7 separate regions of the Mus musculus genome follow, and regions 1, 2, 4, 5, 6 and 7 are each linked to region 3. Evidence: chromatin contacts called from public HiChIP or PLAC-seq and promoter capture Hi-C data. All regions are on one chromosome and are shown on one strand. Each heading gives the region's core, a stretch centred on a gene start, on an enhancer-like site or on the middle of the called end of the contact. The rest is flanking DNA. Distances are from core to core; before and after follow the strand shown.

Evidence for each region. Promoter capture Hi-C pulls out the DNA fragments that hold promoters and counts their contacts. HiChIP or PLAC-seq counts read pairs in DNA pulled down with a chosen protein or histone mark. Capture Hi-C pulls out chosen DNA fragments and counts their contacts.
Region 1: a promoter capture Hi-C map of pre-B cells shows a contact between it and region 3, with 4 times the contacts expected there. The contact joins the promoter of Pmm1 here to the promoter of Mief1 in region 3. A contact is called at or near these places in 2 of 39 promoter capture datasets (liver and pre-B cells) and 1 of 115 datasets of contacts at active chromatin or transcription factors (pancreatic cancer cells).
Region 2: a promoter capture Hi-C map of adipose tissue shows a contact between it and region 3, with 2.4 times the contacts expected there. The contact joins the promoter of Gga1 here to the promoter of Mief1 in region 3. A contact is called at or near these places in 1 of 39 promoter capture datasets (liver) and 1 of 9 other capture datasets (adipose tissue).
Region 4: a promoter capture Hi-C map of pre-B cells shows a contact between it and region 3, with 5 times the contacts expected there. The contact joins the promoter of Csdc2 here to the promoter of Mief1 in region 3. A contact is called at or near these places in 1 of 39 promoter capture datasets (pre-B cells) and 2 of 9 other capture datasets (adipose tissue and liver).
Region 5: a contact with region 3 is called in a promoter capture Hi-C map of pre-B cells, with 5 times the contacts expected there. The contact joins the promoter of Zc3h7b here to the promoter of Mief1 in region 3. A contact is called at or near these places in 3 of 39 promoter capture datasets (cranial neural crest, pre-B cells and stem cell-derived epiblast-like cells).
Region 6: a promoter capture Hi-C map of liver shows a contact between it and region 3, with 5 times the contacts expected there. The contact joins the promoter of Lgals2 here to the promoter of Mief1 in region 3. A contact is called at or near these places in 2 of 39 promoter capture datasets (both in liver).
Region 7: an H3K27ac HiChIP or PLAC-seq map of thymic regulatory T cells shows a contact between it and region 3, with 7 times the contacts expected there. The contact joins the promoter of Ep300 here to the promoter of Mief1 in region 3. A contact is called at or near these places in 1 of 39 promoter capture datasets (pre-B cells) and 2 of 115 datasets of contacts at active chromatin or transcription factors (astrocytes and thymic regulatory T cells).

Annotation. Positions count from the first base shown.
Region 1 is chr15:81,959,475-81,962,296 of GRCm38.p6, forward strand. Pmm1 (phosphomannomutase 1) reads right to left here and starts at 1,456. Exons shown (of 8, transcript NM_013872.4): 1 at 1,241-1,456. The coding sequence starts at 1,327.
Region 2 is chr15:78,875,925-78,878,759 of GRCm38.p6, forward strand. Gga1 (golgi associated, gamma adaptin ear containing, ARF binding protein 1) reads left to right here and starts at 1,266. Exons shown (of 17, transcript NM_145929.2): 1 at 1,266-1,693. The coding sequence starts at 1,651.
Region 3 is chr15:80,232,791-80,235,634 of GRCm38.p6, forward strand. It overlaps Mief1 (mitochondrial elongation factor 1), which reads left to right and starts at 1,290. Exons shown (of 6, transcript NM_178719.5): 1 at 1,290-1,391.
Region 4 is chr15:81,935,491-81,938,301 of GRCm38.p6, forward strand. Csdc2 (cold shock domain containing C2, RNA binding) reads left to right here and starts at 1,269. Exons shown (of 4, transcript NM_145473.3): 1 at 1,269-1,497.
Region 5 is chr15:81,743,831-81,746,530 of GRCm38.p6, forward strand. It overlaps Zc3h7b (zinc finger CCCH type containing 7B), which reads left to right and starts at 1,268. Exons shown (of 23, transcript NM_001081016.2): 1 at 1,268-1,516.
Region 6 is chr15:78,854,168-78,856,936 of GRCm38.p6, forward strand. It overlaps Lgals2 (lectin, galactose-binding, soluble 2), which reads right to left and starts at 1,362. Exons shown (of 4, transcript NM_025622.3): 1 at 1,305-1,362. The coding sequence starts at 1,310.
Region 7 is chr15:81,584,834-81,587,920 of GRCm38.p6, forward strand. Ep300 (E1A binding protein p300) reads left to right here and starts at 1,381. Exons shown (of 31, transcript NM_177821.6): 1 at 1,381-1,889. The coding sequence starts at 1,796.

The DNA of each region.
Region 1 (2,822 bases), core at 206-2,705, 1.7 Mb after region 3:
CTTTTAATCCCAGCACTTGGGAGGCAGAGGCAGGCAGATTTCTGAGTTCGAGGCCAGCCTGGTCTACAGAGTGAGTTCCAGGGCAGCCAGGGCTATACAGAGAAACCCTGTCTCAAAAAAACCAAAACAAGAAAAAAGAAGAAGAAAAAAAAAAGCATTAAGCTTTTCTAGTAAGCATTAAGTCTGTCTAGTAGTAGACAAATTGACAGGCGGTTCTTGTTCAGGCCTTGCCAAGTCAGTGCAGCACAAGGATCAGGCATGCCTAGGCTAGACCACCTCCTTTCCAATCCTGCATCTTCCTGATCCACCTCTGCTGGATGGAAAGAAAGATGCCCGATTCCTTCTGGAGAGTGGAAGGCCTACCAGGAAGCTAAGACTTAGGTTCACACGGGCTTCTGCCCAGTAGCTCGGCCCCCCACCCCCATTTCTGCTCTGATCATCCCGGTGATCCCAAAGGTAGAAGGATGGGTGAGAACGACCCAGGATGACTCGAAGGGAGAAAAACTAGGTATGGCTAAAGACTGGAGGGTGAACTATAAAGTGCAGACAGGAGAATGCACTCCCATTTTTTACAGTGCTTCTATTGTAAACAGACTAGCCCTGGGGCCTTTCACCTTCACATGGGTGGAACCAAAAGGATACCAATAACAAAAACCAAAACTCATCAGAAAAGCAGCTCTCTTTCCCTCCAACTCCAGGTGGAAGGTAAACAAACATCCTAAGAGGCTTAAGGAGCTAAACCCAGTTTTAGGCCTATGGACGCCAGAGTGCAAAGACTCAGAGATCTTCCTTGCCCTCAGTAGAGGGCGACCGTGGGCTTAGAAGCGCACGGAGCTCTGCCTGGAACGCCGCGTTCTCACGCTAGCTTGAGGACGGACTAGTTGTGCATCCTAGGGCTAAAATGGGGTAAGACCACCCCAGAGCCCAGCCTGGGCCTGTGCAAGCCTGGAACTGGGGATACCCGCCCTATCGCCCATAGACGCTCCTCCCGGAGGCTGGATACAGCATCTGCGCTCCCGGCAGGAACGTGGATGCCAACCCGCGCGGGGAGCGCTGAGGCCTGGAAGGCCGAGAGGGCCTGGGTCCCATCTCCTCGGTGACAGGAGCCGGTACCACTGCACTCCACGTTTCCGACAGGGTCGCGCAGGTGTCTGCGTTGACATGGCAGTGACGGCTTCACGCTGGGTCACGGATGCCGGCGTGACTCTGGGCGGGAGCTTTGGAACCTCGAGGCCCTTACCTGGCGAGCTGGCGTGAGGGTCCCGTCCACGTCAAACAGGCAGAGGATGCGCTCTTTCCTGCGGGCGCCCTCGACGGCGACTGCCATGGCTGTAGCTCCGCGCGCCAAGCGCTGTCGCTGCAGCCACCGCCAGGGTCGCGTGCGACAGAGGCCGGGCGGGGCCGGGGCGGGGCCAGCTGCGCAGCACGGGGAGGAGCAGTGGCCATCGGCCCTCCCGCGAGGGGGCGGGGCCTGCGGCGCCGAAAGAAGAGTACAGGCACCTAGGATTGAGGGGCGTGGCAGTAGGCGGGGTCAGAGTCCTCGTACCCGACGGAGATAGGAACCGGCGGGAAAAGGGGTTGAACCGGAAGACAGTGTCGGGCCAGCGGGTTGAGGTTGATCTCAGGGCGCTCCCTACGGTGGGGGGGGGGGGGGGTTGGGGGGCAAGGGCGGGACTCAGAGCCTTCTGCTTGTGATTCCCAAGGTTAGTAGGACGAAGGTATTGCCTTGTCATCTTGAGCTTGAAGTCTCAGGGAGAACCCGGCGTGCTGGCTCACCTGTGATCCAGCCCTTCTGAGGCAGAGGCCCTTATCTACAAAACAAGTTCCGGGCCAGCCAGGGCTACATACTCTGTTTTGTTTTGTTTTTTCAAAACAAGAGTTTCCCTTTGTAGCCTTGACAGCCTTGGATAAGACCCTATTTTTTAAAACAAAACAAACAACAAAAAAAGGGAGGGGGAGAGAGAGAAGGAAGAAAAGAGAAAAATATCCCATGATGGCTTTTACCTACTGTGAGAAATGTTTGTTGCTTTTTTTTTTTTTCCAATCAAAAGTAACCTACTAAGGGCCAATATGCCATAAATCTCTAACTTGTAAGCTTTTATGCGAGTCTTTTTTGTTGTGTTATTTTGTCGTGTGTGCCTGGGGTGATGTGCACTAAGTACATGCAGGAGCCCACCTAAGTCAGGATGGAAGTGAGTGTCAGATCCTCTGGACCTGGAATTACCCACAGTTGTGAGCTTCCTTGTAGGTGCTGGGTGTCAAATCCCTGATCCTCTGCAGGAGGCCAGAAGAAAGCTTCAGATTCCTAGTTCTGGAGGTACAAGCAGTTGTAAGCTGCCCAGTATGGGTGCTGAGAATTGAACTCAGGTCCTCAGTAAGAGTAATAAGTGGAGCACGCCTTTAATATCAGCACTCAGGAGGCAGAGGCAGGCGGATTTCTGATTTCGAGGCCAGCCTGGTCTACAAAGTGAGTTCCAGGACAGCCAGGACTACACAGAGAAACCCTGTCTCTAAAAAACCAAAACCAAAAAAAAAAAAAAAAAGACATCATGCCAGGAACAGATCTAGGGCAAGGTTTATTGGGGAAATGGAGTGGGAACATGAGAGGGAGAGAGAAATAAAGACAGACAGACAGACAGAATAAGCAAGTGAGAGAGAATCATGGTGTTCAGAGATGTTCAGAAGTACCTTTTTTAAAAAAGGTTTATTTACTTATATGAGTACACTGTAGCTGTCTTCAGACATACCAGAAATGGTCATCAGATGGTTGTGAGCCACCATGTGGTTGCTGGGATTTGAACTCAGGACCTTCGGAAGAGCAG
Region 2 (2,835 bases), core at 16-2,515, 1.4 Mb before region 3:
GCAGTTTGGGTTTTTGTTTTGGGTTTTGTTCTGTGTAGCCCTGGGTCCTGGAACTCGCTCCGTAGACCAGGCTGACTTTGAACTCGGAGATTCACCTGCCTCTTCCTCTCAAGTGCTAGGTGGCGTGCGCCACCACTGCCCGGCCTGCAGTTGGGTTTTATTTCATTAACAATTTTAAAAATAAAGAAAACAAAGCAGGCGGAGCCCATCTTGTTACCCTCTCCCGTATCTTATAGGTTGCAGGAGAGAATTAAACGTCTCACTGAGAGTTGGGTTCAGAAGAAAACCCGACTGAAATGAGGTAACTGGTTCTGCAAGGTGAATACTGATCCCTCCAAGGCCACAGGCATGCGGAACTGGATTCGCCGGTTCCTTGGTCTCAGATGCTCTTTAACTCTTCCTGGCACAGGCTCGCTGGAGAGGGCACAGTAGCCAGTTCCCCCGACGGCCGCCAGAGGCTACAGAGAGCGAACTGGCATTCCTGAGAATTAGCCAAGGCGACCGCAGAGGGTGGAAAAAGCGGGTGAAAGTACCTCACATTTTGCCTCCTCCTAAACCACCTCAAAAAAAGAGCCTGACGTCGTCACCATTCCAGTTTGGGGAAAGATAACCTCTCATTTTGCCACCACCTCTCTGGCTTCCCCATCACCTTGAGAGTGTTACGTGCTTTGAGATACGATATTCCACACTGGCCTTGAACTGATAACCTCCTGCCTCTGTCTGATAAGTGCGGGCGTTATCATCACCTTGTAGGATATATATCTGGCCTTGTCTTTCTCTCCAGGGCTGGGCACCGAATAACCCAAATGCAAGGAGTTTCTAAACTGAATGCAGAATTAAGTACTCGGTGCAAGCACTGACCCCTAATGACCTCAGGCAAACTCATAACCTGGCTCCCGGGTTTGAATGTAGATTCATAGGTTAAGAAAAAAAAAAGACTTAGCCCTTTGCTGGGCGTGGTGGCACACTTCTTTAATGTCTGCACTTGGGAGGCGGAAAAAGGCGGATCTCAGGAATTCCACGCCAGCCTATTCTACAGAGCGAGCTTCAGGACTGCCAGAGCAAGACAGTGAGCCCTTGTCTCAAAGGGGAAAAAACTGCTCAGAACAATGCCTAGGGCTTTAAGAGCTAAACAAACGTTAGCTTAACCTCATCGCGTTGGCGGCGGCCACAGTGCCCAGTTGCCCTTTTAAGGGACTTTGACATCTTCCCACGTAAGCGGAAGTACCCCTGAGGGCTCCGGAAGTGACTTCAGAACCCCTTCAGAAACATGGCTCCGGAGCGTTGTCCCGGAAGCGGTCACGGGTCTCTGCGTGACGCTAACTGAGTTAGAGCGGTCCCGCGGGGTTTCTATGGTGCCGCCCGCCACCCCCAGGCTCTCCTCTTCCTCTCCCGCCCGAGCGCCCGGAGCTGCGAGGCCGCCGACCAGCCCCACCGGCGACTCCGCCAGCCGCCAGGGGGAGGGGCGCCGACGAGGCGACGCTCTAGGCGGCTCCACCCGCGTCTCGATGGTGCCCGGCGTCCCGGTGCCGCGTTCCTACTCCGCGGGGTGGACGCGGCCCCTTTAACCGGCCGAGGGCGGAGCCGAGGAGTTCCCGCGAGAGCGGCCGGGGGGCGGGGGGCGGCGCCGAGGCCGGGGGCCCGTGGCGGATGGAGCCCGCGATGGAGCCGGAGACTCTGGAGGCACGAATCAGTGAGTGTCCGGGAGGGGCGCGAGCCGGACCGGAACCGGAACCGGGGGCGCGAGGCTGGCCCCTCTCTCTCTCCCGGCGGGGCGGGGTCCGCGCGCCCCCTCCTCACGCCCCGCCCCCCGACCCGGAGGGGCGGCGCCCCAGTCTGTCGCTCCGCTCGGACCCTGGCAGCTGCGCGCAGCCTGGCCGGGAGCGGGCGCCGCCCACCCACCCCGGTGACCCGGTGGCGCAGAGTTATCCCGGACCCCCGAAGGCCCTGCCTGTTGCACCAAAGCGCAGACCCTCGAGTCTTCCCCTAGAGGGATCCCCCCACTTCCTCAGGGCCTGAGTCTTTCAAACCCTGTGCCCGCAGCTCTTCTTAGATCTGCTCGGTCCCCCAGCCCAGGAAAGGGGGGACCCCTGGCCCATCTGATCCAGCTCTGTCCGCGCCTGGAGAAACTCCCAGTGCTTGAAAGGGTCCCGTCTAAGACTCCATAAGGAAATCAAGTTCTCTGTCGTTATACCCAAGCCCAGCCTTGCTTTGCGTCCCAGATTGCTTTCCTAGCCCCTGCTGAGCCTCCTCCCCAGGCCTCTGTCCTTGTTTCCTGTCTCCTTCGAAACAGCTTCCTCCAACTCTGGCTTCCAAGCCCCATCCTCTGTTCTCCCTGTCCCACACTGCTTGTTGAAGATCCTTGGCCTTGCCAACCCCATTCCTGAACTCTGCCCCTGGGAGCTGCAGGTTGGCTCTTCTGGTCCATTTAGTGACAGGTCTGTCCCAAGGCCTTTCAGGGATGTGACCCAGAGAAGCCTTCCGGTCTATCCTCAAGCTCAACCTCCTGGTCTGAGATATAGCAAGGATCTGTGCAGGGTGGTGTGGGCCGACATGGTCAGCATCTTTGAAGCCAGCCTCGAAGGAAGTTGAACTGGAAGGTTGATTCCCAGAGCTCACCGATCTGGGGGGGGGGGGGGGGGCGGAGGAGAGTCAGCCTGGCAGTGGGGTTGATTGGTGGTTAGAAGGAGACAGTGACCATGGACTGCATGAGATACAGTACTGCACGGGTCTCAGGAGGTCAGAGGTAAAAGAGGACCATAGATATTTTCCCCATCTGTCTTAGTCAGGGTTTCTATTCCTGCACAAACATCATGACCAAGAAGCAAGTTGGGG
Region 3 (2,844 bases), core at 40-2,539:
AAAGCGGGCTGAGCAAGCCAGGGGAGGCAAGCTAGTACAGAACATCCCTCCATGGCCTCTGCATCAGCTCCTGCTCCCTGACCTGCTTGAGTTCCAGTCCTGACTTCCTTGGTGATGAACAGCAGTATGGAAGTGTAAGCCAAATAAACCCTTTCCTCCCCAACTTGCTTCTTGGTCATGATGTTTGTGCAGGAATAGAAACCCTGACTAAGACACAGTCCATCCATTCACCAGTGAAATGCCTACTGTACCTGAACCTGTGCCCTGGGTAAATGAATGTTCCCCTTGAGCTGCAATTCCTATAAGGTCCTGTTTCCTTATGATGTGAGTTGATAGTTATGTCCAGTCCTGTACCCAGTCCAGAGGATCCCAGATTGCCCATGCTCTGTGAAACCTGGCTGAACCCTGAGGTTTGCATCAGTGTCTCGGCTGGCTGGTCTCTGGTCTCCAAAACACCACAGATATGTGGGGGCTGGAAGACACTTTAATGTTTAGCCCCCATTATACTGGGAGCATGGGGCAGGAGTGGGGTGAGTGTGGGAAGGTTAGTGAATCTGGAAAAGGTAATCCTGACATCCGAGACTCTGTGTGTGAGTGGGTAATCCTAAGGTCTCCCCCAGAGGGTCTCCTTGTCCTTTACGAGTGGAAAACTCGTCTACTTAGGAGACTGTCCCGAGGGATAGGTTACCCGGTCTTCTAGCTGGAAATTTCACAAACTAGATTTATTTGGGTCACAAACTTCTTTCTTTAAAAAGCAAAGTAGGGCGGCCTAAAAGAATGGAAAGCCACACACTTTGGAGGAATACTGAGCTTGGACCCACTGTGAGCCTCTGCAGGGCTCAGCTTTCAGTGCAAATGACCCTGCCTCCCTCGGCCTCGATTTTCCCAAGTGTAACACTGGAATGCTGAAGTCTACCAAACAGAGAGGTTGGGTTGGACAAAATGCAGTGTGTCAAGTAATCAATTCAGTGTGGTCAGAGCCTCTCGCAGGCCAGACGTAGGCAGCAGGTGGAGGGCGACGACTTGCGGCTCCTCCCTTAAGCCACACCCAGCCAGCACTGAGTTTACACAGAGACTGCACAGTAACGCTTTCGGAGGAGGGGCCGTGGAGCTAGGTAACGTCACCTAGGAGGCGGGGCTGCGTCTGTGGGCGGGGCCCCACGACGGGCAGCGCTGGACTAAGTTCCGGGCTCCGCCTCCGGAGGGAGGCTACGGAGGGGCCGACCGGAAGTGCTTCCGCCTCCGCCCGCCTCCGCGCTCCCTGTCGCGTCTCCGTCGGCCCCGCGAGCGAGGTCGTGCCCCGGAAGTAGAGGGGCCATGTTGATGGGTGACCCGGAGAGAGGTACTGGGCGAGTGGCGAGTCCTGAGGAAAGGTAGCGCGTGGTCCGCGGGTGAGTGAGGGAGCGAATGAGGGCGGCCGGGGATCGCCCGTTTGAGCTCGGGCCAGTTTGGGGGCTACCGGCTCCCACCGGGGCCTCCAAGCTTCGCCCCGCCCCGCCTCAAGACCCGGTTGCCTCAAGCCACAGAGCCAGCCTGGCCCCGGGGTCTGCGTTCCCGTCCTCTGGGCGTTGTACCCCGATCGGAGCCCGTAGTCAGTCACTCAGCGACCTCGTTCCAGCCCCTGCGTGACGTTCTCCTTCCAGCCCTCCGTTGTTTTTCTGCATCTTTTGCATCCCGGAAGACCCTCAGGGCCAAAGGGGAGCTGTTCTGCAGTTGAGGAAAAAGGGACAGCGGTGGCTTGCCCCGGTTCGCGCTGGAAGTTAGCAAGGTCAGAGGCTACTGCTTCTGTCTTGGAGCCCAAAGTTCAGATCATTTTTTGTTTTTCATCCAGGAACTCCCTTCACCCCTGAAACACATACAGGCTCATACAACAACTGTTTCTTCCTCATAGGGTTATGGGGAGGATTCCTCCTTCCAGCCTAGTTTTGAGGTTGGTGAGCCCTGGGCCCTGTGCTGGCAAAGTTTGCTGAACGCCCTGAAGTGCACACATGTAAGACACCCCCCCCCCCCGCCCCCACCTCATTCCAGCGAGTTAGGGTCTGGATTGTTTTGGTGAGTGGGCAAATCACTTCCTTTTGGGAATGATGTCACATACTTGGCACACATCTTTCATCTCAGCTCTCAGGAGGCAGAGACAGGAGGATTTCAGAGTTTGAGGGCAGCCTGCTTTACAGAGTGAGTTCTAGGACAGCCAGAGCTCCGTAGAGAGGCCCTGCATCAGGAAACCAAATTAAACAAAAGCAAAAGAAAGCAAAAACAGAAAGAATAAAAAGAAAGAAAGAAAGAAAGAAAGAAGAGATAGAGTGATGTCTCTGTGGTTAAGAGCACTGGCTGCTTTTCAGAGGACCCAGGCTCAATTTCCAGCACTTCTGTGGTGGCTCACAACTGTATATATTATAACTCCAGTCTAAGGATATGACAGTGTTACACTCTCAAGGCAAACTGGCATGTAGACAAACATGCAGGCAAATACCCATACAGAAAAAAGTAAAAAAGTAATTAAAACAATAAGGCCAATCAGCGTGATGCTGCTTATATGGTGGTACCAGGATCCAGATATAAATCCTGGTCTTTAACTACTCTAGGCCACACTGTCTGGTAGAGTCCCATTACAGGGGCTTTTTAGGAGCAGTTCTCAAAATAACCTTGTGTAGTAAGTACTCTCATGATGTCTTTGTTATCTCTGTTTTACAATGAGGAAGCTGATGCCCACTGTACTTTATGCTAAGTGCCCGGGCAGTGGGATGGCACAGCCAGGACTCAAACTCTACTTCTTGAACCCTGGTGAGCCTTAAACTGAACTTCTCCAGGAGGGGCTGTTTACAGGGAGGAAGCTGATCCCAG
Region 4 (2,811 bases), core at 19-2,518, 1.7 Mb after region 3:
ACTCAAACTTGAAATCTATTTGTTTCATCCTCTTGAGGGCTGGGACCTATAGGTCTGTGCCAGCACAAAGGGCACCTCCTCATGACTCAGTAGTACTAAAGTGACACCTGGGGAAGATGTCTCTCTAAGATGAGGTTGAGGAGGGACAGGGGGGTGGCAGAGAAGCCCTTTGAAGAGGTTTCCTGGAGCCTGGCCCTGAGCTCATAGACGGTTGAGCCTTACCTGTCCTCTTGGGGAGCACTGTCCTCTTGGGGAGCACTGTCCTCTTGGGGAGCACTGTCCTCTTGGGGAGCACTGGGGTCCTAGGGATTTGCCTGAGGTCTTTTTTGTTTTGTTTTGTTTTTGTTTTTCCGAGACAGGGTTTCTCTGTGTAGCCCTGGCTGTCCTGGAACTCACTCTGTAGACCAGGCTGGCCTCGAACTCAGAAATCTGCCTGCCTCTGCCTCCTAGTGCTGGGATTAAAGGCATGTGTCACCACTGCCCGGCTTTTTGGGGGGCGGGAGTGTGCTGAGGTCTTACTGTCTGAAGAGACCTAAACTGCTTGGACTGAATCTGCTGAGTCAGTCCTTACTTCTAAAAGCCTCCTAAACCACAAGTACACACAGACACACAGACACACAGACACCACTGCCCCCTGTATATGTGTGTGCGAGTGTGTGTGTGTGTGTGTGTGTGTGTGTGTGTGTGTGTGTAAGAAAGAAACATACACAGAAAGACACTCATTATTCTTTTATAGTTCTCTTCCCCTGGATTCCACAGCCCCTCCCAAAGACCTAATGTGTGCCAAAGAGATTTGAGCACATTCTTCAAATGGAGATCTCAGATGATCTGAGGGGACAGAGCTCAGCACAGCTGCAGACTGCAGAGGGAATGGAATGTCTGGGAGTCCCTAGGAACCTGGCTTGTTCCCAGAGGGTCTCCTCTGTTCTCTGGCCTCCTTTCTCCAGAATACATCCTCCCACCCTGCAGGCCCTCCCGTTGACCATAAACACTCCCTGGCACCCCGCTCACCAAGAATGCACACTGTCTCTAGCTCTTCCTGCCTCTTACTCCCCAGCAGCTACCCTGACCTGGTAGAGCAAATTATACCTTGGCCCAGCAATAAAAGCCACTTTCCAAAACAAGAAGCAGTAACGCTCAAAGTGACGCAGCTTAGCCACTCACCCAGCACTTGGCCTGGCTCACAAGGTGGTGTCTGGGCCAGAGAAGAGATGGCTTAGTGTCCCTTTAAGCTAGGAGTACAAATTCCCATCCCAGTCCCTCCCTCCAGCACATCCTGACGTCAGCAGGAGGGCGTGTGTGAGTGAGTGAGTGAGTGAGTGAGGGGCCCGAGGTGCCTCCTGCACACCACACACACACACACACACACACACACACACACACGCCACGGAGAGTGCATTATCCAGACGTGACCCCTGCGAGCCAGCTCCACAGTCCAGAGAGATCGGGTGCTGCCCACTACAGGAGACAGTGCCTGGACCCAGCTGCCACGGCGAGGTAAGGGACCTGAAGGAAGCCGGTGATGGAAACTGTGGCAGAGGCAGGGGCCGAGGGCTGATGGTACCAAGAAAGGATGTGTGGATTGAGGTTGGAAAGGTCGCAGCGCTACATCAGCCAGCCCAGCTCTGCTTAGAGGATGCGGGGGGAGATGTAGAGCCCACCGCCCTTCCCTTCTCTCTCCTTGACCCTCCAGAAGAGCTGAGGCGGAGTGGCTCCCGCGCATCTGAATGTGTGTGAATGTCTGTGTCTGGGACTCGCGTCTGGGTTGAGATGCAGGTAACAGCAGCTACCTGCCAAGCCGCAGCCTCCGGTCTGGGAACTAGGTGAGGGAAAGCCGGGACTCCTTCCAGACCCTAAAAGGCCAGTCCGGAGCACCGCTGGATTTTGTCCCTGGAATCTGTTTTGAGGCCAGAGCAGAGGGGAGGAACCGCCTGGGGCAGGCAGAGGGACCCAGAGCAGCTGTCTTCCCTCACTCTATTTTTCCCTAGTGTGGCAGAGATAATTGTGTCAACTGGCTGGAGGGATGGCTCTGTGTTATTTTTGCCTTTATGCCACCCCACTGGGTCTTTGCTCTCCCCCGCATGCTGGGCTAGCTCTGACCTCCTCCTCTGCTTAGGTGCAACCCACTGTAGGACAGGGGGTGATAGACCAGCTGCTGGACACCCCTTGCTTGCTGTAGGATGCAAGGACTCAGGTTGGCCTTGGCTGGCATCAAGCCCCTAAGTGGTCTGACCCTGGCACAAGGAGACTGAATGGAGATAAGGGACCATGCTGGCACCCACAAGGAGACAGCAGGTTCCTGCCAGGCTGCCAGGCTGCCAGGCTGCAGGCGCTTCCCAGGGAGGAGGGAGAGCGGGACTGAGAACAATAATAAATCCAGAGTGTGAACTGCTGCATCCGCTGGGGCTGGGGGAGGGGAGAAGGAAGTGTGCCTGGTAGGAGGTGGGCACCCTCTTCTCCGACAGCCTGGCACTGGCTCGCTTAGATGCCATCCAGTCAGGGCCTTTCCCTGGGAAGGATGGGAGTGAGGAGGTGGGGATGGAGGGTGGGAGTGGGGGTTGGGGGGAGCTCTTTCCCAAATTCAACTCCATCCCAGAGGTCTCTGGACATGAATGCCCAGGTTCTGGGTGTCTCCTCCCGTCCTTACCCCACACTGCATTTTCCCAAAACATCTATTTGCCTATCCTTGTCTCTCCAGCCCCACCTTGACAAAACTAGTGCAAACAGAAGCTAGTGGCGAAGGGTCCCAGGAGGACACGCCAAGTTGTCCCAGGCCTAGAGAAAGATGGCTGGACAAGGTTGGAAGATGCT
Region 5 (2,700 bases), core at 18-2,517, 1.5 Mb after region 3:
ATTTCTGAGTTCTAAGCCAGCCTGGTCTACAGAGTGAGTTCCAGGACACCCAGGGCTGCATAGAGAAACCCTGTCTCAGAAAATAAATAAATAAATAAATAAATAAGTTAATTAATTAAATTTATTATCATTATTTTCTTTGAGATAGTGTCTCTCTATGTAGCTGACTGCTCTGGCTAGGTAGACCAGGCCTGCCTCTGCCTTCCAAGTGCTGGTGTTGAAGGTGTGCTTCACCAAGCCTGGCCCAATTGTCCAATTTTTAGCAAGCATGGCTTAACTAGACTCCCCTACCTTCCATCTGGGAACACCACCAATATACGCTCAGGATCCTCCTCTTCCACTATACCCCAAGGTGATGTTCCAGTACCTAACCTATCTTGAAGAGATGGCTCAGCCATTAAGAGCACCTGCTGCTCTTCCAGAGGACCCATGTTACATTCCCAGCACCCACACAGTGCTCACAACCATCTGTGACTCTAGTTTCAGGAACTCCTATCCCCTCTTCTAACCTTTGCAAGGCACTAGGGACACACATGATGCCCATGCATATCTACAGCCAAAACACTGGTACACACAAAATAAAAACCCGACTTTAAAAACACTTAAGAACCCTGTTGGGTGGAGCTAACAGCAATCACATTATACCTCAAGTTTTCTGTCTGCTGACCCTGCCTTGCTCCTTGCTCTATAAATTCCCGGTTCATGCTGAATTCAGGGCTGAGCCCAGTGTCTCAGCACCACTGCAAAACCCCACTGCAATGGTCCCTAAACCCATCATGATAGCCCTACCTTGAATAAAATCAGCCAGGCTTTCTTAAACAAGTGTCACTGATTTCCCCCTGCGCCCCCCCGCCCCCAACCCGCTTTTAACTTTCTATACATGAAACCCTAGCCAAAAAGGAGATCCTGACCGAGGTCCTTATCAAAGAAAGGGCACAACATGACCAGATGCTTGGAGATGCCTTCCTTCATCAAAACACCTGGAAAGCCAAGTGTAGCTTTACGCTCGGTTTGAGGGGTGGAAAAACAAAACAGAGGTCGGTCCAGCATCCGCCCAGAAATGCAGAACTGCTAGAAGGAAATCCCAGAAAAGGAAGAGCAGTTTTAAAAGAAAATCAAGGTGAATTCCAGGCATCCCTCCACTGGGAAGGGGGGCTTGCCGACTCCCCCCTCCCCCCCAGGTGCGCAGCCCGCGCCGCCCACCCCGGGCGCGACTAAAGCGAGGAGGAGCTGCGCTCTCTAGGACCCGAGGAGGGAGAGCTGCAGGGAGACGGAGCCTCCAGCGGGTGCTGCCGCGAGCGGCCGGCCGAGGGGGCTGGAAATGAAAGTAAAGCGCTCCGGAGCCACATGGACCGAGCTGCCCGGGCGGCGGCGCCGGGAGCAGGATGCGGCCGCCCGTAATTAAATAGCATTTACTCTTATTATTACTAATAATAATAACGTAATCATACCTCTAGTCATAGCATACCATTTATCGGGCTCGGCGCAGGCCCGCGGGGAGCGCAGCCCGGCCGAGGTGAGTGCTTTGGCGCGGCGGAGCCCCGCGGGGCAGAGGCCGGGCCACCGCGTCCCCGGCGGCGCGCAAGGTTGGGGCGCGCGAGGCTGGGGCGCCCGGGCAGGGCCGGGCAGGGCCGCGCGCGGAGGAGGCGCGGGAAGCCCCGGCCAGGCCACCTGGAAAGGCGGCTTTGCAAGAATAAAGCAATAGCACCTCCATTACCACGAACTGGGTTTTTCTGGGGGGAGGAATCTGTCTGCAGATTCCCGTACCCCTGCCCCAAAGTTTCAAAGTTATTGTGTGGCCGGGCACCTGCCGCCTGGGAGATTGGGGCTGCACTGCAGCCCCCAGGGGATGCCTTGGGATTTTTCTTCCGTGGTGTGGGGCAATCTCCCTTGCGTCTGGAGGTTTGGGTGTGCGCGCGGATGTTTTGCGGATCCCACTGCAAGGAGGTGGTCCGAGGCTGGCAGTTAGGGTCCCCCTTTCCTTTTGTATTCGCTTTGAATCCGCAGTGCCTAGAGGTAGAGGGGCCGCGGCGAGGGCCGGGGACAATGGCCGGCTGATGGGTCGCCCCAGTCGGTTACCGCGGCCACGCGAGTCCGGGGATCCGGGGCCTGCGGGCCCAGCCCTGGGGGAGGGGGCGGCAGGAAAGGGGGGCGCGGTCTGGGTCTGCTGAGCAGGAGGGCATTTCCGGTCGTGGCATCCGTCACTGGGCTCAGAGGCCTCCTGGGTGGGCAGTAACCAGGCAGGGGATTCACGGGGACTGCTGGGGACTGGGATTGTGGCGATTGAGGGGCGCCCTGGCAGGGCTGGGGGCCCTGGGGAAGCAGAGTCGACCCCGCCGCCACTGCCCTCAGCGGACACAAGGTCCCTTCTGCGATCCATAACTCTTTTTCTTTCTATCTTAGAAACCCTCAGGTTCAGGTGTTTGTAAAGTTCCTGGGTTGAGGGTCCTTCGCAGAGACAAAGCCTCCCTCCCCCCCACACCGCAGGAGTGGGAACGTGTAGAAAGAGTTCATTCTTGACAGAATAGGGTGGCCGGGGTGCCAACAGTGCCTTGATGGAGAAGACTGGGGGCTGGAGGGGCTGAAGGGGCTGGGGCTTCAAGTGGGGGAACTGGGGAACAGCTGCAAAGTGATGGGGGATTGCGGGTTTTTTTGTCGTCCCCCCCCCCCCCGGTTGTTAGCCAGGACTTAGGTGCATGG
Region 6 (2,769 bases), core at 112-2,611, 1.4 Mb before region 3:
CCCAGAGAGTGTCATGTGGTCCCATCTCATACACATCAGGGAGAACCAGCTGCCCGAGAGAGGGACATCAACTTGTCCAAAGTCACACCAGAAACTTCACAGGAGCCAGATCGGAACACAGGCTCTCGAGAGTGTGCCAATACTCTTGCAATATGTAGATATTAGCCACCTATGGTTTCATCTTGAGCCTCAGTTTCCCTCCCTCCATACTTCTCTCCCTCCCTTCTTCCTTTTCTCTTTCTCTCTTTTTTCTTTCTTTCTCTCTCTCTCTCTCTTTCCTTCCTTCCTTCCTTCCTTCCTTCCTTTTCTTCCATTCTCTCTCTCTCTCTCTCTCTCTCTCTCTCTCTCTCTCTCTCTCTCTCTCTCAACAGGATCTCAGTATGTAGCTGGAACTCATTATATACACCAGGCTGGCCTCAAACTCAGAAATCCCCCTGCCTCTGGCCTTTGAATCCTGGGCTTGCCAGTTGCGCCGTCACATCCAGTTTATGCAGTGCTGGAGATCAAACCCTGGGCTATATGCATGGTGGACAAGCACTTTACCCACTCAGCTTGTTCCATGCAGTTCCTCTGGAAGCGTGATATTTTCTGGTGCTGGAGTTCCAACCCAGGGCCTTGCACTGGCTAAATCACCGCACATGCTATATCGTTGGTCTGGGCCCTTCCCCCAGCCCCTGCCCTACAACTCTCATCTTTATGAGACTCAGTAGAGGTCGGCAGTAATAATTAATACGACTGTTGCTGTCCTCAAAGAGGGAAAGGAAAGTTCTGGCCCTGAACTTGGTGGTGACAGAGAGACAGACAGCTTCAATGCTAAGGGTTTGAGAGATTATCCACCAGTTTTCTTCTTTTAGTTTTAGAGACAGGGTCTCTCTACATAGCTCTGGCTATCCTGGAGCTCACTCTCTATAGACCAGGCTGGTCTTGAACTCAGAGATCCTCCTGCCTCTGTCTCCCTAGTGCTGGGATTAAAGGCATGTGTCACCAGCTTGGCAACCCAGCTTTCTTTTTGGTTCTCCGGGAGAAACTGACACAAAGAGAAGGGTGGCAATAATGGACCCCAGAAGCCGGGTGGTGGTGGCACTTGGGAGGCAGAGGCAGGTGGATTTCTGAGTTCAAGGCCAGCCTGGTCTAAAAAATGAGTTCCAGGACAGCCAGGGCTACACAGAGAAACCTTGTCTTGAAAAAACAAACAAACAAACAAATAAATAAACAAACAATGGACCCCAGAACCCCCCAACCCACACACTCTAGCAAAGACACATGAGCAGAAGGAAGTGGGTGCAGAGGGCCAGCATCCTCACCGACATGGTGACAGCTCCTGGCCACAGCTCTCCCAGTTGCTCCTAGAGGTTTGTGCTCAAGGTATCCCCTCTTGGTCAGGCTTATAATCCCAGAGTATTACACATTAACCACCCCGAGGCCATAAATAAGGACTTTGGACCTTTATCTCCTAATATCACCCGGTCTGTATATGCAGGCACTCACTCAACAAACAGGAAGATGGCTCCTCACTCACTCTGACTCGATCGTGAGCATCCCTCTGGCCCCGCTTCTGGCAATTCCTACCAGCCTCCGTGGTCAGTACTCCACAAAGCCCAAGGGAGGATGCCCTAGTGCCACCCCCACACAAACCACAAACACCCCGATCTTGGCAGGCCATCCAACCTCTTTGCTGAGCCCAGCTCCTACAACCACAAAAAGACAGGCTGGCTCTGTTAAAAGATGTCCAAGCTTCTAATTTTCAGTGTGTCTGTGAGTCATTCAAAGACTTTTTTCTCCCTTCTCTCATCCATGCTTTTTCTGATTATACATATAATTTGTTTCTTTTTTTTTCTTCTTGTGAAACAGAGTCTGACCATTTAGCCCAGGTTAGCCTTGGACTCTCTATTCTCACACTTCTGCCCCAAGTGCTGGGATTACAGGCAGGAAACACTATATCTGGCTGCACACATTTTGCTTCAAAAGTGGTAGATTCACATCTAGGGCCAGTGAGATGGCTCGACGGATAAAGGTGCCTGCTGCCAAGCCTAACCACCGGGGTTTGCTTCCCGGAGCTCACATGATGGAAGGAAAGAACCAACTCTTGCAAGGTGTCCCCTCTGACCTCCACACATGGACCATGGCACATGTGCACACACAAATAAGTATAACTGAAGTGCTTAAAAACGGGCGGAAGAAGATGCCAAAAGTCAACTATTCTGCGAGGGCTGGGTGGTTCAGTGGTGTGCTGTATCCTCAGGATGCATGCCCTGTGGCTTCCATCCCTGGCACCATGCACAAAAGAGCTTGGTTCTGCTGGGACACAGACCAAACGTGCAGGAGGGAACCCAAGGGTTCGGGACACTGGGGGTTTCTGTCCTTCGCCCTTTATGCCTATGAATTTTGTGGTAGTTGGGGTCCATATACACAATTAGATACTGTCAAGAGGAAGAAACCTGACGTAGTTCCTCTGCTGGGAGGGAACCTGTGCTGCCCGTCCTTCCAGTGGGTTTGTACCACAGACAGGTCTCTACAGTTGTTTATCCTACTTCATTTGGGAACACTGAGGCTCACAGATCTGCACTTCAGAATCAGATGTCGCTGGCTGTGAAACACTCCAGCTCTCCAAGGCTTAGTTTATAGAAGCCATGTCCTACCTCTGAGCACTACTTCATCTTAGTCTGCCCCATTAAAAAACGCTACTCCCAGGCTGGAGAGATGGCTCAGTGGTTAAGAGCACTGACTGCTCTTCCAGAGGTCCTGAGTTCAATTCCCAGCAACCACATG
Region 7 (3,087 bases), core at 131-2,630, 1.4 Mb after region 3:
TGCTGCTTTCGAGAAGGCTATGAAGAGGATGGAATGTGTGTCTACGATGAAACACAGGTGTTTGGCGGATTTAATGGGGTTCCAAAGATCAACCTGAGAGGGCAAACCCCGGGAGCTCTGACCGTGGTTTTCCTTGTTTTCGCAGAGGAGCGCCTGAGCTTTGACTCGGTTCTGCTCAGAGACCCAGCCCAGGCACCTAACTGTCCACCGACCGAAAATACGTTCTAAGTTCACCCCGGACCCCCCCCCCCCCCACAACTTCTTTCAAAACCTCCCCTTTAAAGGGAGCCACCGAGTGACGCCGGGGGAGTTTGCGGAAGCGCCTACCGCGTTGGGGCCCTTGGGCGGATCCCGTGATTGGAGCCGGCACCGCCCCCGGCGCCGCTTCCCCCATTGTGTGAGCTGCAAGGCAGAGGCCCCGCCCTCGCCCCGCCTCCCTGTTTCTCGGCCCCTCCCCCTCTCACCTCCCCCCCCCCCCAATCTTGGCTCATTTCCGGCCGCCGCCGCCGCTACCGCTATCCTGTAAGGAGGATTCGGCAGAGGCAAGAAACAACAGCCGCCATCTTGTTTGTGTGCTAGCCTGTGGGGGGGGTGGGGGGAGGAGGAGAGAGAGCGGAGAGGGACCGGGAGAGAGAGAGTGGGGCAAGCGGGACGCCCGGCTGAGTGCGAACTGCGCGAGCAGGGAGTGAGGAGGGTACCTGGCTGGAGAGCAGCGGCCGGGACCGAGACAGTGGTTGGGGGCCCCGGGGCGCAAAGGCTGAGGCGACCCTCAGTCCCCTCCTTGCCCGCACACACCCCCACCGCAGCCCGGGCCGGCGTCGACGCCTAAGGGGGGGAAACCATTACATAAGCCCGCGCCCCGCGGCGCCTCTGCCCGCCGTCCGAGGCGGCCCCCGAGCCGAGCCCCCGGCAGGCACCTGGCTGCCGGGGGGGTGAGGGCCAGGGAGGCGGCCGGACTGATTTCTCCTCCCCGGGCTTGCGAGTGGAGGCGGAGAAGCGCGGCGCGCGGAGAGGCCGCGTCGGTGGGCTCGGCGTCAGCGCGGGCTTGCGGGCGGACGGCCCTGCTTGGCCCGGCCCGGCCCCCCTGGCCCTTCGGGCCGGCGAGCTCCACGCTCGGCGTCGTCGCTGCTGCGCCTCTGCTTGTCCGCTGCGCGATGTGAGGCGGCCCCGGCGCCAGTCTGGCTCTCGGCTCGGCTGAGCTCAGTGTGGCCATTAGGGGCCGGTGCGGCAGCGGCGGCGCGGAGCGCAGCGGCAGGAGGAGGAGGAGGGCGGCTCTCAGGGTGGGGGCGCAGGCCCGGGAGGGGGCACCGGGAGGAGGTGAGTGTCTCTGGTCGCCTCCTCCTCTCCCCCTTTTTCGCCCCCGCCTCCTTGTGGCGATGAGAAGGAGGAGGACAGCGCCGAGGAGGAAGAAGCTGATGGCGGCGGCGGAGCTCCGAGAGACCTCGGCTGGGCAGGGGCTCGCCGTGGCGGGCTGGGGACTGCGTCTGTAGAGCTGTGAGTTCCCGAGAATTCGCTGCAGCGGACGTGCTCGTGGGATCAGTGTTGCTGTACCCTCCTCCCGGCCTGGTTTAGGCCCGGCCCCTCGCACTTGCCCCTACCATTTCTGTTGAGTCCGCATCCCTCTCCGGCCACCGCAACCAGGCGAAGAGAAAAAGGAACTTCCCCCCACCCCTGTTGGGTGGCGGCGGAGCTCCGGAGCCCACCCTTAGGAGCGGGGCGGGGACCCCGTTTCGGAGAAGAGATTTCCTCAGGATTCTCGTTTTTTTCCTCGGTTGTATCTCCGAAAGAATTAAAAATGGCCGAGAATGTGGTGGAACCCGGGCCGCCTTCAGCCAAGCGGCCTAAACTCTCATCTCCGGCCCTCTCGGCGTCCGCCAGCGATGGCACAGGTTAGTCTCGGGACTCCCGGCCTTCCATAGTTCCCTTCGTCTTTTCTGCTCGTTGCACCTTCATTCCAGGGTGCTTCTGTGTATCTCTTCCCATTTCCCCGGCCGGTGTTTAATTTTAAAGGTTTTTGAATGGACTGGTCGAAGACGTCCAGTAGCCCAACCATTTTCTTTGCCTTCTGATACATTCATTGCAACACTATGTCATGTCAGATCGTTGTGTGTTCTGGAATTAAGAGGTTGGAAGTGGGAGCTGCGGGGACCTTTATTGTTGGCTCCATGCAATTTAATTTGGGAAATGCCGGTACAATCGTGTGTGAGGGCTTTTATGCACTTTTACTATTTTTGTTACTGGTGAATGAGGGATTTCAGCTCTTTCTCCCCTGTTGCAATGAATTCTTTTTTTCTCTGCTTTCCCACCTTTAATGATTTTTGCTCCTGTGAGGCAGATTTTCTGTTGAGGAATGGGGGCGGAAGACAAATCTTGGTGTCTGCGATCCAAGGTTTTAAGTGTAACTAAAGTTCAACAAAATTTCATTCTTAGGTCCCCTCTCCCCATCCTTGCCTCAAGAGTCAGTATGGACCGCAGTTTATTTTATATCCATTTGCCATGAAACCAAAATGTCTCAAACTGCGTGTTGAGGTGTAGACCTGAGGCGTTTCCTTTGCAGTTTGTCACACTCTTACTTAGAAGGGAAAGAAAAAAGATGAAGCCTTTCTGGAATTAGGTACTTAGAAATGGGAGATAATAAGTTGAAAGACTCCCAGTCATGAACTTCCAACTAAAGTGATTGTACAAGTTTAAAAATGAACAGGAGGTTTTGTGCTTGCATGTTTGTTTTGTTTTGCTTTTTGGACCTTTGCAATTCCAGTTTACAAGATGAAGGAATTCTTTTCTCCAGTCAGCCCCTTTGTTAGGAGACCTGAAGGGAGACTCTCCCTTGTCTGTTCTTTTTCCTGCTTACTGTTAGTTTAGTGTTATTCTGATGATCACTGACCTGGTCCTCTCTTGCTGTCTGACTTGTTTGAGAGGCCAGGATAATGAAGAAGAAGAAGAAGAAAAAGAAGAAGAAGAAGAAGAATGGCTAGTCATCTGACAGTCCACTAGATGTTCCTCCTTACTGCAAGCATCCCTTTAACTCAGAGAAGAGGCTCCAGATCTCTCCTTCTGCCAATGAGAGTGTATAGTGGAGTTAAACGT